Linked DNA regions of Mus musculus: regions 1, 3 and 4 are each linked to region 2. A link is a contact called in public HiChIP or PLAC-seq and promoter capture Hi-C data. All regions are on one chromosome and are shown on one strand. The core of a region is the stretch at or near the end of the contact, and the rest is flanking DNA. Distances in the headings are between cores, read along the strand shown. Region 1 holds the start of Sart3 (squamous cell carcinoma antigen recognized by T cells 3). Region 2 holds the start of Hps4 (HPS4, biogenesis of lysosomal organelles complex 3 subunit 2). Region 3 holds the start of Pus1 (pseudouridine synthase 1). Region 4 holds the start of Coro1c (coronin, actin binding protein 1C).

Region 1 (3,122 bases), core at 592-3,091, 1.4 Mb before region 2:
ATCGCTACGGTCTTTACTCTCTCTCTCAGATCAGCAATCTGTATGGGACAGAGGTGGGAGACCCATGTGTGACCCAAACTCTTTCTATCTCCTCCCCAACGACCTTTGTATCGAAGATACTGTCCAAGAAACCGGTGAAAACTCAGACACATCTTCCTTTCAGGGGGCTGTCAACCAGAAGTAATCCCCTGACTCACACACTGTACCAGATCTGGGCTCAAAGCACAACTTCTCTTTTTTACCAAACACAATACACAAAGAGAAGTATGCACTTACAAAAAATCCCGAGAATAAAAACAGCCCCAAATGGAAGAGTTCCCCAGAAGTTTCAAGGTCAGAGATGAGCTGGAGGTTGGGGAACGAACGAGTCATTGGTGGCTGTAAACATAAACACAGCGCTACCCTGTGGCAGGAGCGCCCCCTGGTGCCTTAAGGCTGCCAGCCCGTCAAGGTCCTGCAGCTATAATGTCAACAAAACAACCTTCCCTTTGGGGTAGAAGGCCTTGGGCAAGAGCACCCAAGCCAGAACAGAACAAGCAGCTGTTAAAGTCAGGGACACACTAAGATTTAATAACCGAGCTTTCTCCCGCTAGTTACCAGGAGGCACCCTCATCTGCAGATTGAGTCTAAGCCCTGAGCCCCCATAACGCATCATCTAATCAAGGACTTTGGGGGGGGGGGGAGGGAGTGTCTTGTACATCTGCGGTAGCCTTGTTTTTCGGAGTGAGTCTCCTGTCAAGAGGATTTTAACGTCCCTAAAAGCGTGGGGGCCCGCAAACTACTCTTCTTCTATACTTTCTGCTCCCTACCAATAAACACACAACTGAGAACCGAAGTTTTAATGTTGGGCTAGGTGCTTGGCTGAGCTCGAGGCCATCGGCTCCTAAAAGAGTAAATAAATCGCCATCAGTGGTTTCCCTTGGTTGGACCGAGCGCTCCACGTACGGGGACTTCAGAAGACTCCTGTCAGGTCTGAGAGAAAGGATGGGAGGGGACCAGTGACTTGATCAAGGCCATCTGGCCAGGGCAATGGCTTAGCTGGGGAGGACGCTGGTGCTGTCGAGTGTGCTCAAGCATGCGTGTGTGTGTGTGTGTGTGTGTGTGTGTGTGTGCGTGCTGCCCCTTGACCCCCGGCACGACATACCCGGACCCTCCCTTCTGGGCTGTCAGCCTTGGGACACTCGGAGTGACGGCCGCGGCGGGGCAGAGGCGGCCGCGGGGCTCCTCGGTGCTGGTGATCTGCGCAACGGCGGCAGGTCCCCTCGATGGTTCGCGCACCCCCTCGCCCGCCCATACCTTCTTGTGGTAGAGCCTGGCCGGAGCCGACAGCTCCCGGGCGGGCAGGCGCGGGCTCCGCAGCAGCAGCGCCGACGCCGCCCGCCTCAGACGGCCAGCTCCCGTGGCCGCCGCCATCCTGCCGGCTTGAGCTGCGTCGACCTCGGCGACGCCGGAGGGATGGCGCGCCCGTTCGACGTCACCGCAGCTCGGCGCTTGCGCTGGCGTCTCGGCCCGGCTACGCCCCCTCTGACCGCGCCCTCGGAAGGGGCGTGGCCAGGCGCAGAGCGGGAAGGTCCGAAGCGGCGTGCAAGGTTGTCTGGTGCTGCGATGGGCGTGGGGATGCTCGGTTTCAGGCGTGTTTATGATTCGATCATGCATACGTCCCTGGTAGACTTTTGTTCAGGCTGTGGAGTTCCTTTTCTTTCTTTCTCTCTCTCTTTCTTCCTTTTTTTTTTTTTTTTTTTTTTTTACTAATTCCGAGGTAGCCGTTTCACCCATGGAGCAAATGCATATTAAGTGTACTCTAGGTGTCACTAAAAAAAAAAAAAAAAAAAAAATCCTGGGAGCAAAACGGACGCGATTTCTGGCTCGTTAACCTTGTTGATGAAGGGGAAAGGCAGTGCAGAGGGAAACAGCAACGCTTTTCCGACCTCGAGAACGAGGGGTATAAGAGAAACGAACCCCATCCCTCGACACCTACGTTTGTTTTACCGCCATGCACATCATTCCGAATCAATACTTATTGTAATGTATTATCATTGACTATAAAAATCCACAAAAGCGACTCGTTTAACACAACTACGAGGTACTAGGTGTTACAAAGGGGAGGGAGCTTTATTCGAGAGATGAGACTTTTCCCATGAGATGGTGCATCCGATCGCGGAGGAACTGCAATCTTGTCCGCACTTGAGGGTCGGTTGCCGGGAAACAACCACGCACCGGAGCCGGCCGAGCCTTACAGAAGGTCTTTAGTCCAAAGCGACGACTTTGACCTTCCTAAGATGGCGCCTCGACCTTAACTACGGACATCACGCACGCACCACTTCAGCTGTGGCTGCCACTTCCGGCCCAAAGACCCGACAGCTGTCCACGGTTGTAGCCGGACGCAGGTTATGCTCGTGAGCCTTTTCTTCTGACGGTGGCGTCTGGAGGCGCTAAAGGATAGCATCAGCGGTGGATTCTCCACAGCTTCCTGCTCCCTGAGGCCGTCCGCGACGCTCCCGCTGGTGGCCGAGCGGAGTTTTGATCAGGCAGACGCCGCGGACAGCCCGATGCTCGCCGGGCTTCGGCGGGCGAGGGAAGACCCGAGAGTCGCGGGCTGCGCAAGATGGCGACGACGGCCGCATCTTCGGCGTCCGAGCCGGAGGTTGAGCCCCAGGCCGGGCCTGAGGCCGAGGGAGAAGAGGATGAGGCGAAGCCGGCCGGTGTGCAGCGGAAGGTGCTGTCCGGCGCTGTGGCCGCGGAGGCGGCGGAGGCCAAGGGCCCCGGATGGGACCTGCAGCGGGAAGGCGCGAGCGGGAGCGATGGGGATGAGGAGGACGCCATGGCTTCCTCCGCCGAGAGCTCCGCCGGGGAGGACGAGTGGGAGTACGACGAGGAGGAGGAGAAGAACCAGCTGGAGATCGAGCGGCTGGAGGAGCAGGTTGGCCGGCCTGGGTGGCGGCGGCGGGCTCCCTTCCTCCCTTCGGGTCCCCAGGCCCGGCCCGCCCCCTCGGTCCTCCGTGGTTATGGAGACCGCTGAGGTCGCCGGGACGCCGTGAGCCACCGTGAGTCCCCGCGTCCCCGGCTCAGTGCGCGCCCAGGGCGTCCCTAAAGTATTCCATTGAATAGTGTTTAATCCGGTT
Region 2 (3,295 bases), core at 287-2,786:
TTGTGTACAGTCCAAAGCCATCCAGTGAGTTTCTTCAAAAGGTCCAAAGTTCCCAGGTCACACACACACACACACACCAGTATCTCAGCTCTGAGGAAAAACAAAGAATCAATTCTTTCAGAAACCTGTGACCACTCATGTGACCCACAAGGTTCAATAAACACTTGGTTTCAAAGCAGCCTTCAGAGCTTGTGTTTTAGAATAAAAAGAGTTCGGGTAGCAGATACTTCAAAGGCCTTTTTTTTTTTTTCAGCAGAAAATAGCTTTGCAGAAGGGAAACCAGACGACGAGTGTAGAAGGTACTGGGTGTAAGGGACCACACCAGTCAAATGGTCCCAAAATTAAGGAACTGGCACTCAGGAGCCTAATCAGAATGTGCGCAGCCCTTCAGAGTGCAAGAGAGAACTTTGACAGAGGGGAAGACAACTCAGTGTATCATGGAATACTCTGCCAGAAAAGAGTCTTGGCCTCACTCTGATTCTTCGCTCCTCCAAGAGAACTGTCCAGAAACAGGTGGTACAGGCATTAAAATTACTATCCACGAGGCTGAAATTTTCTGACAGTCTTATTTCACTGTGTGGATAACACTGGGAGGAAACACAAAAATAATTTAATCCTTTTCCTTGACAAGCCTTCCGTCATTTTCATCTATAGTCTTTGTTTTGTTTTGTTTATTTGTTTGTTTGTTTTTTCGAGACAGGGTTTCTCTGTATAGCCCTGGCTGTCCTGGAACTCACTCTGTAGACTCAGGCTGTCTCTGCCTCCCAAGTGCTGGGGTTAAAAGTGTGCGCCACCACCACCTGGCTTCATTAAGACTATAGTCTTAATCCCACTTTTCTGGTTAATTCCTTCAAGGACAGGATCTCTAAAGCTGGCCACAATCTGCCACCTGTGGAAATAGTACGTTGAAGTCTCTTAGGGAGGGAGCCAGGCATGGTAGTTTAGGCCTTTTATCCCAGCGCACTGGAAATAGACAGGCAGATTGCTGAGTTCCAGGCAAGCTATGGCTACAAAGCAGGACCCTCTCTTAAAAGCGAGTAAACTCTCTTAGGAAGAAGGAAGTGCCCGAGGGGCATCCCCCACGAACCCGAAAAGGCCTCTTAAATATCAGTCACCTCAACTACACACACCTCGTTCTGCAGCAAACACAGGGCGAGCACACTGTGCAGGGCATCTCTGTTCCTGGAACCACCCCTCCCATTCCCTGAGGCCTGCTCGGAGGACCTAACAGCGAGTTCTCAAAGGTCCCGATGAGGTCAGTGATTGTGTAAGGGACCTAAAGAGGCCATGACACCCTAAGAGTACAGGCAGGGGGACAGTGCGGGTGCGCGCGGGGACGGAGGGAAGTCCCTCGCTGGTCAGGAGCCCCGAACCCTGCGGCCCGATCGCGTGGATCAGGCTCGCCCGCCCGCCCGCCCACCGGGACCCCGGGCTCTGTCTGGCCGCCCGCGGGAAAACCCCCGATACCTGCGCCCGCCCGGCAGCCCCGCGATCACGCGCGGACCCACCTCCCGCCGGTGGGGGCTTGGCGATGACGTGAGGTGTGACGCAGCCTGTGACGTCGGCGGCACGGCGGCCGCTCTGGCGCACTCTGCTGACGTCAGAGCATGGCGGCGGCGGCTCTCGAGCCCTGGAGCGCGGTGGCTCCGCGGAGGAGGAAGCGCGCGGCGGGAAGGCGACCGCGGCCGGGCGAGGGGCCCCGGGCCGAGCCGGAGGCGGACGGCGAAGCGGTGCTACGCCGCCTGCGGGAGGCCGAGTGAGTGCAGCGCCGAGAGGCAACTCCAGCCTCAGTGTCCCTAACCTGGAAATGGGTGTGCCAACCCGCTGGGAAAGGCTGAGTTCTCCCTCCGGTGTCACTGTAGCAAGCTCTCAGTAAAGCTGCCATTCCCATTCGCTGCGGCTGCGGCAGTTTATCATCCTGTGTCCCTGTCTGCCACCTTTGAGATGGGGGTTTAAGCATTACGTAGGGATGCTCAGAGGATTGTGTGATGTGACTGTAGAGCACTCCCTGGCACCCAAGCTCGAGGTGGGGGAGGAGGGTGTCAGAAGGTGCTCAGAAGACCTCTGCTTTCACTGCATAGGTTAGGACAATCAAACTCAAATGTGAGGCTTGGTGGCAAGAACCTTTACCCTATAAATCATCAGCTCTGGATTTGGAGGCGGGATCTTGTACTATAGCTTAGGCTAGCCCAGCAGCCCTGAATTGGAGGATATCCCGTCTTTGCTGTGGGCCACACACCACATTGGTTATTATCCGTATTGTAAATCGAGGTTGCAGCAAACACAGATGTCAACATTTGCATCAATGGTTTACTGAGCAGCAGCTGTGTGCGCAGACTTTTGCAGCCTATGTATTTCACAGGCTCACTGGAATCCTGGGCACTCCGAGAGACATACAAAGATCATTGTTTCAGGCCCAGGCCTTGGTGACTTCAAACCCCATGCTTCCACCTAATCATTATCATGTACTCTATTATGTTACATCCATCTCCCCAGCACTTGGTCTGTACCTTCTTACAGGGCACATAGACGGTGCCCACCATACACAGGCTACACCGTGTTCTTGCCTTTTCTAGTTTTGGTCTTACAGGGCTAAGTTAGAAATGTTGGTAGCATTTTGTATGGGTCAGAAGGGCTGTGATGAGGGGGGCAAGTTACACTTAAAAAGCATTGGTGACCCAGAAGTTACCTCTGAACATAAATTACTGGCGGTGCAGCTGAGAGGACAGATAGAAGCAAGCAGTGCCTTAAAGTCTCGAGATTAGTGAGACATAGGTGTCTAGGACCTGAACTCTTCAAGGCGCACACCAGATAGTCATTGTTTCCTCAGCTGCTTCAGAATCTCCCAGAATGCCCTGCTTCTCCCAGCATCCTTCCAGGGGTGTGGTTATCACTCCTGAGCATAGAGAATCTGATTCAGGGCTACTTAGAATATTACAGAGTACTTTGATTTATCGGGCACTTCTTTCCTTAGAAGAATGTAGGTCGCCTGGGGGCAGTTTCTCTCCTCTTTGTCCCTAAACATTGCCTCTGGCATACTTAAATTCACTGTTGATTGTTCTGCCTTAGGCTGTGGAAACCAGCTGACCAGACCCTTGGACTTCCTCTTTGACCTTCTTTTTACCGTTATTTATAGTGGGGAAGCTATTGAGTTCCTGCTGAGTAGCTCATTCATTTCCCCCTGCTACTCTCCAGTCTTGAGAGGACACTCCCATCATAAAGGGAAAGTCTGAGGACTTTATTTATTGAACTGCATCTCTGCCATGCCAAAGTAGTAGAACACACCCAGACCATC
Region 3 (2,838 bases), core at 305-2,804, 1.6 Mb after region 2:
AGGGACCTGCATGGTTGCTTCCATGACACGCTCATATCAAAGGGAGAGGCCACACCTAGACAGCAGACACACACATCAAGGCTTTCTGTAGCAAGGTGAAGGAAGAGATACTGGGGTGGAAGGACTTTCCGTGGGGGCCCTTCCCCAGTACGTGCGGAACCAGGGTGGAGTGAACTATCTGGAAGTCTTCAGCACAGGCAGTTCCTTCTTCCTGTTAGCCCTTCTTCCCCAGGTCCCTTTGTGAGGCTTTGCCTCCCAACGCCCAGTGGGATCCCAATTGAATAGGGATCACAGCCAAGACCCATAAGGCTACTGATTCCTGGTTTTGTTTCTACTACTTTCTGTTACCAGACATCCCTGTGGTTTCCCTAACTGTAGACTCCAGAAGTGTCAATGCTGGCCCCTATTACTCTACCTATAGGAAGGAGCAGGTTCTGAGCTAGGTTGGCCACACTGTGGCACACTGCTGCCCCTGGGCCTTTGCACTGGTCCCTAGTCCCCTTGGATTATGTTTTTCCCCCTGCATACACATGAGGCTCCCTATCCCATTTCAAGCTGTGGTCACCTCAAGTCATGGTCCTCAGAAGTGTCCAGCCCAGTTCCCCAAGTCTCCGTGTGTGGCTTTAAACCTAATGAAGCCAAGAGTCTGAGCAGGGGAGTATCCCGGGTCAGCCAGATGGGTGTAGGAAGGACGAGCGGCTGCAAGGATGGAAGCAGGGATTGGCAAAACTCCTCATCTCTGGAAGAGTGACAAAGGTACATACATTCTCAAAGGTGAGAATGCTCAGGGTGAATCAGACAGCCTGAAAATGGGGGGAATGAAGTCACAGAGAAGGAACTGGGGCTTAGGTGCCCATGGCTGCATGTCCAGGTTTCATGTTGTTTGTGCATCACTCTTTGGCAAAATTAGAAAAATAAGAGTAACGTGTGAAGTCAGATGTGGTGACTCACATTTGTAATCCCAGCTCTTGGGAGGCTGAGGCTGGAGGGTTGCCAAAAGTTGGAGGACAGGAGCTGTGTATGGTGGTACACACCTTTAATCCCAGCATCTGGGAGGATATATACGAGAGAGATTTCCAGGCGGGTCAGGGCTACATAATGAGAAGGTTTTATGTCATTAAACACAACAGCGTCCGGAAATTGGAGCAGCTTCTGGAAATAACAAATGCTGGGAAACTTGATGGTCCACACACCACAAAGCCAGTGGTGTAACTGCGAGAGCATCTGTGACCTCCCAATGCCAGGGTTGGTGCCATGGGCCAGGCAAGGGCCTGCTCAGTAGCACTGAGTCGGTGCTGGGACTATCTATGCATCTGCAGTTATTACCTGCTGAGTGGCTCCCTGGTGCATTCCTAACCTGCACATTTTAATGAGGTTGTTTCACTTTTCAAGCCACGCCGACGTAGAGCCTTTCCCCTCTCTGGAAAACGGCATCTAGACTGGCTTGGATCCTGGTGGGAAGCCCCACCCACTGGGTCCACCCCGCTAGGCGCGTCCCAGAAAGACTTTTGTCCGCCTTCGGCCGCCTTCCAACGTTGCCCGCTTCCGCCTTCGTGCACGTGGTCAGCTTCGGGGGTTCCGCGGCGCCGTGAGTGGGTCCGGCGGGACTTTCCTCCCTCCTCGAGCGCGCCGGCTGCGCGATCTCTAAGGACGGGGTGGTGGTGTTGGATGGGGGTGGGCAGGGGCTGCGGGGGTCACAGGTCAGCCTAGGATCTGGGGCGCCGCAGGGTCAGAGCCAAGACATCTGGAAGACAGGGCAGGGATTTCGGGGCTGCAGAGTTCGGAGGGGATCGCTGAGGTCCGGGGTCGGTGCCCGCCACCCCGCAGCGCATGGGCTTCCCCCGCCTGTGGGCCGCACTGCTGAGAAACTGGGGACGGTGGACGGCGCGCCCAGGCCCGCGCGTGCCCGGGTAAAGACTTCCGCGACCTCTGTACTGAGACCTCTGTACTGAGAACCCAAGACTGTCCTGAGCTGTCTGCCTCTCCTTGCTTACCTGTGTCTTGTTTCCATCGCTGCCTTGTACTGCCCCGCCAGAGCACTGCCTCCCTGTGTGTCCAGTTCAAACTCCGCCCGAGTTGCCGCTGTTGTCCAACCTCAGTCACTCTTGTCATTGATGAACCAGGCTGGTTGGTTTGTCTTTGGGCAAGGTCTTTCAGAGACCGCTGAGGCAGGCAGAGCAGGGTTCTGTTTTTTTTTTTTTTTTTTTTAAACCGCTTTTACCACCTTGGTCACTCATGCCTGTTTTTCTCAGCCTGCCGCCTATGGCTGGAAACAAGGTGCCACCAGCGCTGGCCTCACACCAACCGGACAGGAAGGGCCGAGGTGGCTGGGTCTGGGAGGAGACGGAGCATCCTGCAAAGAGGGTCAAGGGCGGCGAGGATGAAGAGCCCCCACGCAAGCTGCCAAAGCGAAAAATTGTGCTGCTCATGGCCTACTCGGGCAAGGGCTACCACGGCATGCAGGTGAGGAGGGCTGCGGCTAGAAGCCCCTACCTGAGGCAGCCCTTGGTTCCCTGATGCTACTCAGAGCCAGGCCCATCCCAGGAAACAGTAAAAAAAAAAACAAAAACAAGCAAAACAAAAACCAAAAATCCACAGAATCCTCCGTAAGAGGTTTGGGTGGTTTTCTTCCACTATGGGAGCTGATTCACATGTGACCTTGGGAGCAGTGAGTCTTCATTGTTAGGGTGCTGCCTGCACAGTACCTGGGGAACTGTGTGACATGGGCAGATTTACTGAATGTGGGGACCAGATTGCTGCCAGGTGCTACCTGTTCAGCATCCTGAGGGGCCAGGGGCAAGCTAGGTTCTCTCTCTTATGAAAGCATCCTTCCCACCC
Region 4 (2,917 bases), core at 389-2,888, 1.6 Mb before region 2:
GAGAGAGAGAGAGAGAGAAGCCAGAAACTGAGCTCTGCCTGGGAGGGGCTGCTATTGTAGTCACAGATAAAGAAACCTAGCTCCCGCTGGAGAGGTGTTCTGCAATCAAGAGCACTTCCTGCTTTTTCAGAGGACTCCTGGTTCCCGGAACCACAGTAGTCCTCTGACAGCCTGCGGACACTCCAGATTCAGGCTAGCTCAGTCTGGTCTGACCTATGAGGGCACTGCATGCAGGTGGTGTAATTACATACACAGAGGCATACACGTAAAATAAACACACCAATCTTTAAAAATTGAGCTTTGCAGAGAGTAAAAACTTGCTGAGCAAGCTGCTTCATTCTGGTAGACCTAGATTTACACAACACATAATTTACACACACACACACACACACACACACACACACACACACTTTGCCTAATTTTATTTTATTTACTTATTTAGAGACAGAGTTTCTTTACATATCCCTGGATGTCCTGGAACTCAGTATGTAGACCAGGCTGGCCTGGAACTACTGACGGAGATCCACCTGCCTCAGCCTCCTCAGTGTTGGGACTAAAGGCGTGTGCCTTCTGTTTTGAGGTGGCAGTTTATCTTAATTCCTGCAACAAGAATTCAGGGGTTCTACCACTGAATGCCGACCACAGATTCCTGGACATCTCTGAGGCTAAAACAAAGTGAAAATTCATCCCTCTGCGAATTGTAAAGATGCCTTGCTTTGGGAAATAAATGGCCCAACCCCTCAGCTGGCCCAGATCTCTGGACGCAGTTTCCTTAGATCTTGGTATTTCAAAGCTTGATATTTCTGAAGGGGCTTTGGCTAATAGTGGGATAACCTTACACTCAAGATTAGGAAACTGAAATCCAAAGAGGTGAGTGAAATGGTCCCTGGGTCACTTCATTTGAGAGTAACAGGGCTAGGACACATATCCACGTGCTCATATGGAGGGACTTTAGCCAGGGAGTCTTCATTGCTTCTCCTTAGCTCTCTCTCATAGGTGTGGTCCAGCCCAAGGGTTGCCACCCTGCCCTGGAGAGTAGTGGGAGAGAGCGTGGGTGAGAGGGTTGAACCAGCCCTGATGGAGGTGGGGCTAAGAACTTGGGGCGGGGCTTACGGTTTAAGTACGCTCAGGGCTGTGGGCGGGGCTTGAGGTACAGCAAATAGGATGATCATAGGTTCCCCGGGTCTTCAGGAAATCCGAGCGGGGATTTGCGGCGCTCAACTGGGGGAAGCTAGGTTTTGGGGGCGGGGGGAAACCAAGCCCTGCTCACGGACTCGGTGGGCAGTTAGATGCGCTCAAACGACCATCCTCATAGAGAGGCTCTGCAGGGCCGTGGGTGGAGCTTAAGAACGCCCGCTCTGGTTCTAAAGACCTGGGTGGGGCTGGAAGGAGCCCGTGGGCGTGGCCACCCGGCCATTCAAGTGCCCCGGAAAGCGGGCGTGGGCTCCGAGTCTCCTTGCACCTCCCCGCGCCACCACAGGGGGCGCTCTAAGGAGAGCCGGGCATCTAACCGGGACCTTCCGGAAGTGGGCGTGGTGAAGCGTGGTTCGGCGGCGCTGGTTGGGCGCGGCCCCGGCGCGGGGGCGGGGCCCGCGCGCGCGAAGGCCTGGGCAGCGGCGGCCGCGCCCCTCCCCCGCGCGGCGCTCAGTGCCAGGCGGGAGGCGGCAGCGGTTGGAGGCTTCGCGGGGCTTTGCAGCAGGGACTTCGGCGGCGCCTCAGGCACCCGGGCTCTGGTAAGCAGCGCGCGCTCAGGACGGGGCAGCTCCGGAGCGAGCCCGGGGCGGGCGGGCCGGCCTCCGGGACCCCGCGTGTGAAGCTCTCGGCTGACAGGAGCCGGCGGCGCCGAGTGGTGCGGGGCGCACGCGCATGCCCCGGGCGCTGCGGCTGGGGAATGGCCGTCTGCGGGCAGCCGTGGGCCCGGCAGCCGTGAGGCGGTGTCTGAGCGCTGCGAAGAGCCTGCGGCCGAGCGCTCACGTGGGGCTGGGTCCGCGGGGGACCCCCGGTGTGCGGGGCGCGCCCGGGCGGGGCTCCGCCTGGCTCGCAGTGCATGGCCTCCTGGACCCTGAAGACCTGGGGCGGGGGCGGGCTGCAGTGGCGTGGCCTGGAGGAGGAACCCTGTCCCGGGTGCGGAACCTAGTGACCCGCGGGGCAGGTGGGGCTCAGCCGCGCCGAGATGGCTAGGATGACATCAGAGGTGGAGGGTGGGGACGCCCAGCCCAGCTCTGCCGCCGGTCCCCCGGCGGGCGTACGCACAGCAGCCCTATCTATCTCCAGTGATGTGAATGAGCTGGGGGGAAGTAGCCGGCTGCAGGGCTTTCGGAGAAGAAAGGGGCTTCCTCCCGGAGGGAGGTGCCGGCCCCGACGTCCTTTTTTGGGAGTGTTCAAAGGGTTTTTTTTTGCAGGCTGGAAAAGGAAATGCAGGCTTTCTCTCCGTCGTGGTTTAGAATCACATCCTATATTTGGCCTTCATGTAGGCTGCCCTTGTTTTGTGGTGTCAGAACGGCTTGCTCTACACATTTCGGTCGTGGGATTCAGAGTGAGAAGCAAATTGCAAGTTGTTCGTCTCTCCCGGAATTGCTTCCTGTAAGCATTTGAAAGAGAATTGACCGCAGAGCGTGCTTATTCGCAGGGCCACAATATGTTTAGTTTTGGAAATGGTTGGCACGAAATAATTGTACTCCCATCCCGTGGCCTTCCCTACCGGGATTATATTCTAAAACAGTACTTGCGAGGCTCTTAGTCACCCTATATAATAAAGCGTCTTATTGTCCTTGTCTGGCAGCACCCTGACACCAGGGCCTGCTAGTAGAGGGAAGAACATGATGAAGTACAAGTAGTTGCTTCCTGCCTCCTTCTCGGGTGTGAAGGCAAATGGTAGTTCATATTCCTGTCTGTCCGCAGCTTCAGAGCAGCTGAA

The links. Promoter capture Hi-C pulls out the DNA fragments that hold promoters and counts their contacts. HiChIP or PLAC-seq counts read pairs in DNA pulled down with a chosen protein or histone mark.
Region 1: a contact with region 2 is called in an H3K27ac HiChIP or PLAC-seq map of T-cell acute lymphoblastic leukemia, with 5 times the contacts expected there. The contact joins the promoter of Sart3 here to the promoter of Hps4 in region 2. A contact is called at or near these places in 2 of 39 promoter capture datasets (the 3T3-L1 cell line and liver), 2 of 484 Hi-C or Micro-C datasets (the G1E-ER4 cell line and rod photoreceptor), 3 of 115 datasets of contacts at active chromatin or transcription factors (the SCID.adh cell line, T-cell acute lymphoblastic leukemia and large pre-B cells) and 1 of 9 other capture datasets (adipose tissue).
Region 3: a promoter capture Hi-C map of pre-B cells shows a contact between it and region 2, with 3 times the contacts expected there. The contact joins the promoter of Pus1 here to the promoter of Hps4 in region 2. A contact is called at or near these places in 2 of 39 promoter capture datasets (liver and pre-B cells), 1 of 484 Hi-C or Micro-C datasets (CD4 T cells) and 2 of 9 other capture datasets (adipose tissue and liver).
Region 4: a contact with region 2 is called in a promoter capture Hi-C map of pre-B cells, with 3 times the contacts expected there. The contact joins the promoter of Coro1c here to the promoter of Hps4 in region 2. A contact is called at or near these places in 2 of 39 promoter capture datasets (the 3T3-L1 cell line and pre-B cells).

What each region holds. Positions count from the first base shown.
Region 1 is chr5:113,771,119-113,774,240 of GRCm38.p6, reverse strand. Sart3 (squamous cell carcinoma antigen recognized by T cells 3) reads left to right here and starts at 1,841. Exons shown (of 19, transcript NM_016926.2): 1 at 1,841-2,920. The coding sequence starts at 2,606. Iscu (iron-sulfur cluster assembly enzyme) reads right to left here and starts at 1,440. Exons shown (of 5, transcript NM_025526.5): 1 at 1,297-1,440. The coding sequence starts at 1,413.
Region 2 is chr5:112,341,336-112,344,630 of GRCm38.p6, reverse strand. It overlaps Hps4 (HPS4, biogenesis of lysosomal organelles complex 3 subunit 2), which reads right to left and starts at 1,536. Exons shown (of 14, transcript NM_001359853.1): 1 at 1,468-1,536; 2 at 1-587. Srrd (SRR1 domain containing) reads left to right here and starts at 1,591. Exons shown (of 7, transcript NM_001359388.1): 1 at 1,591-1,756. The coding sequence starts at 1,608.
Region 3 is chr5:110,779,312-110,782,149 of GRCm38.p6, reverse strand. Pus1 (pseudouridine synthase 1) reads left to right here and starts at 1,554. Exons shown (of 6, transcript NM_019700.4): 1 at 1,554-1,910; 2 at 2,253-2,463. The coding sequence starts at 1,831. It overlaps Gm26515 (a long non-coding RNA gene), which reads right to left and starts at 2,257. Exons shown (of 2, transcript XR_389515.4): 1 at 1,995-2,257; 2 at 1,086-1,644.
Region 4 is chr5:113,907,427-113,910,343 of GRCm38.p6, reverse strand. It overlaps Coro1c (coronin, actin binding protein 1C), which reads left to right and starts at 1,638. Exons shown (of 11, transcript NM_011779.3): 1 at 1,638-1,733.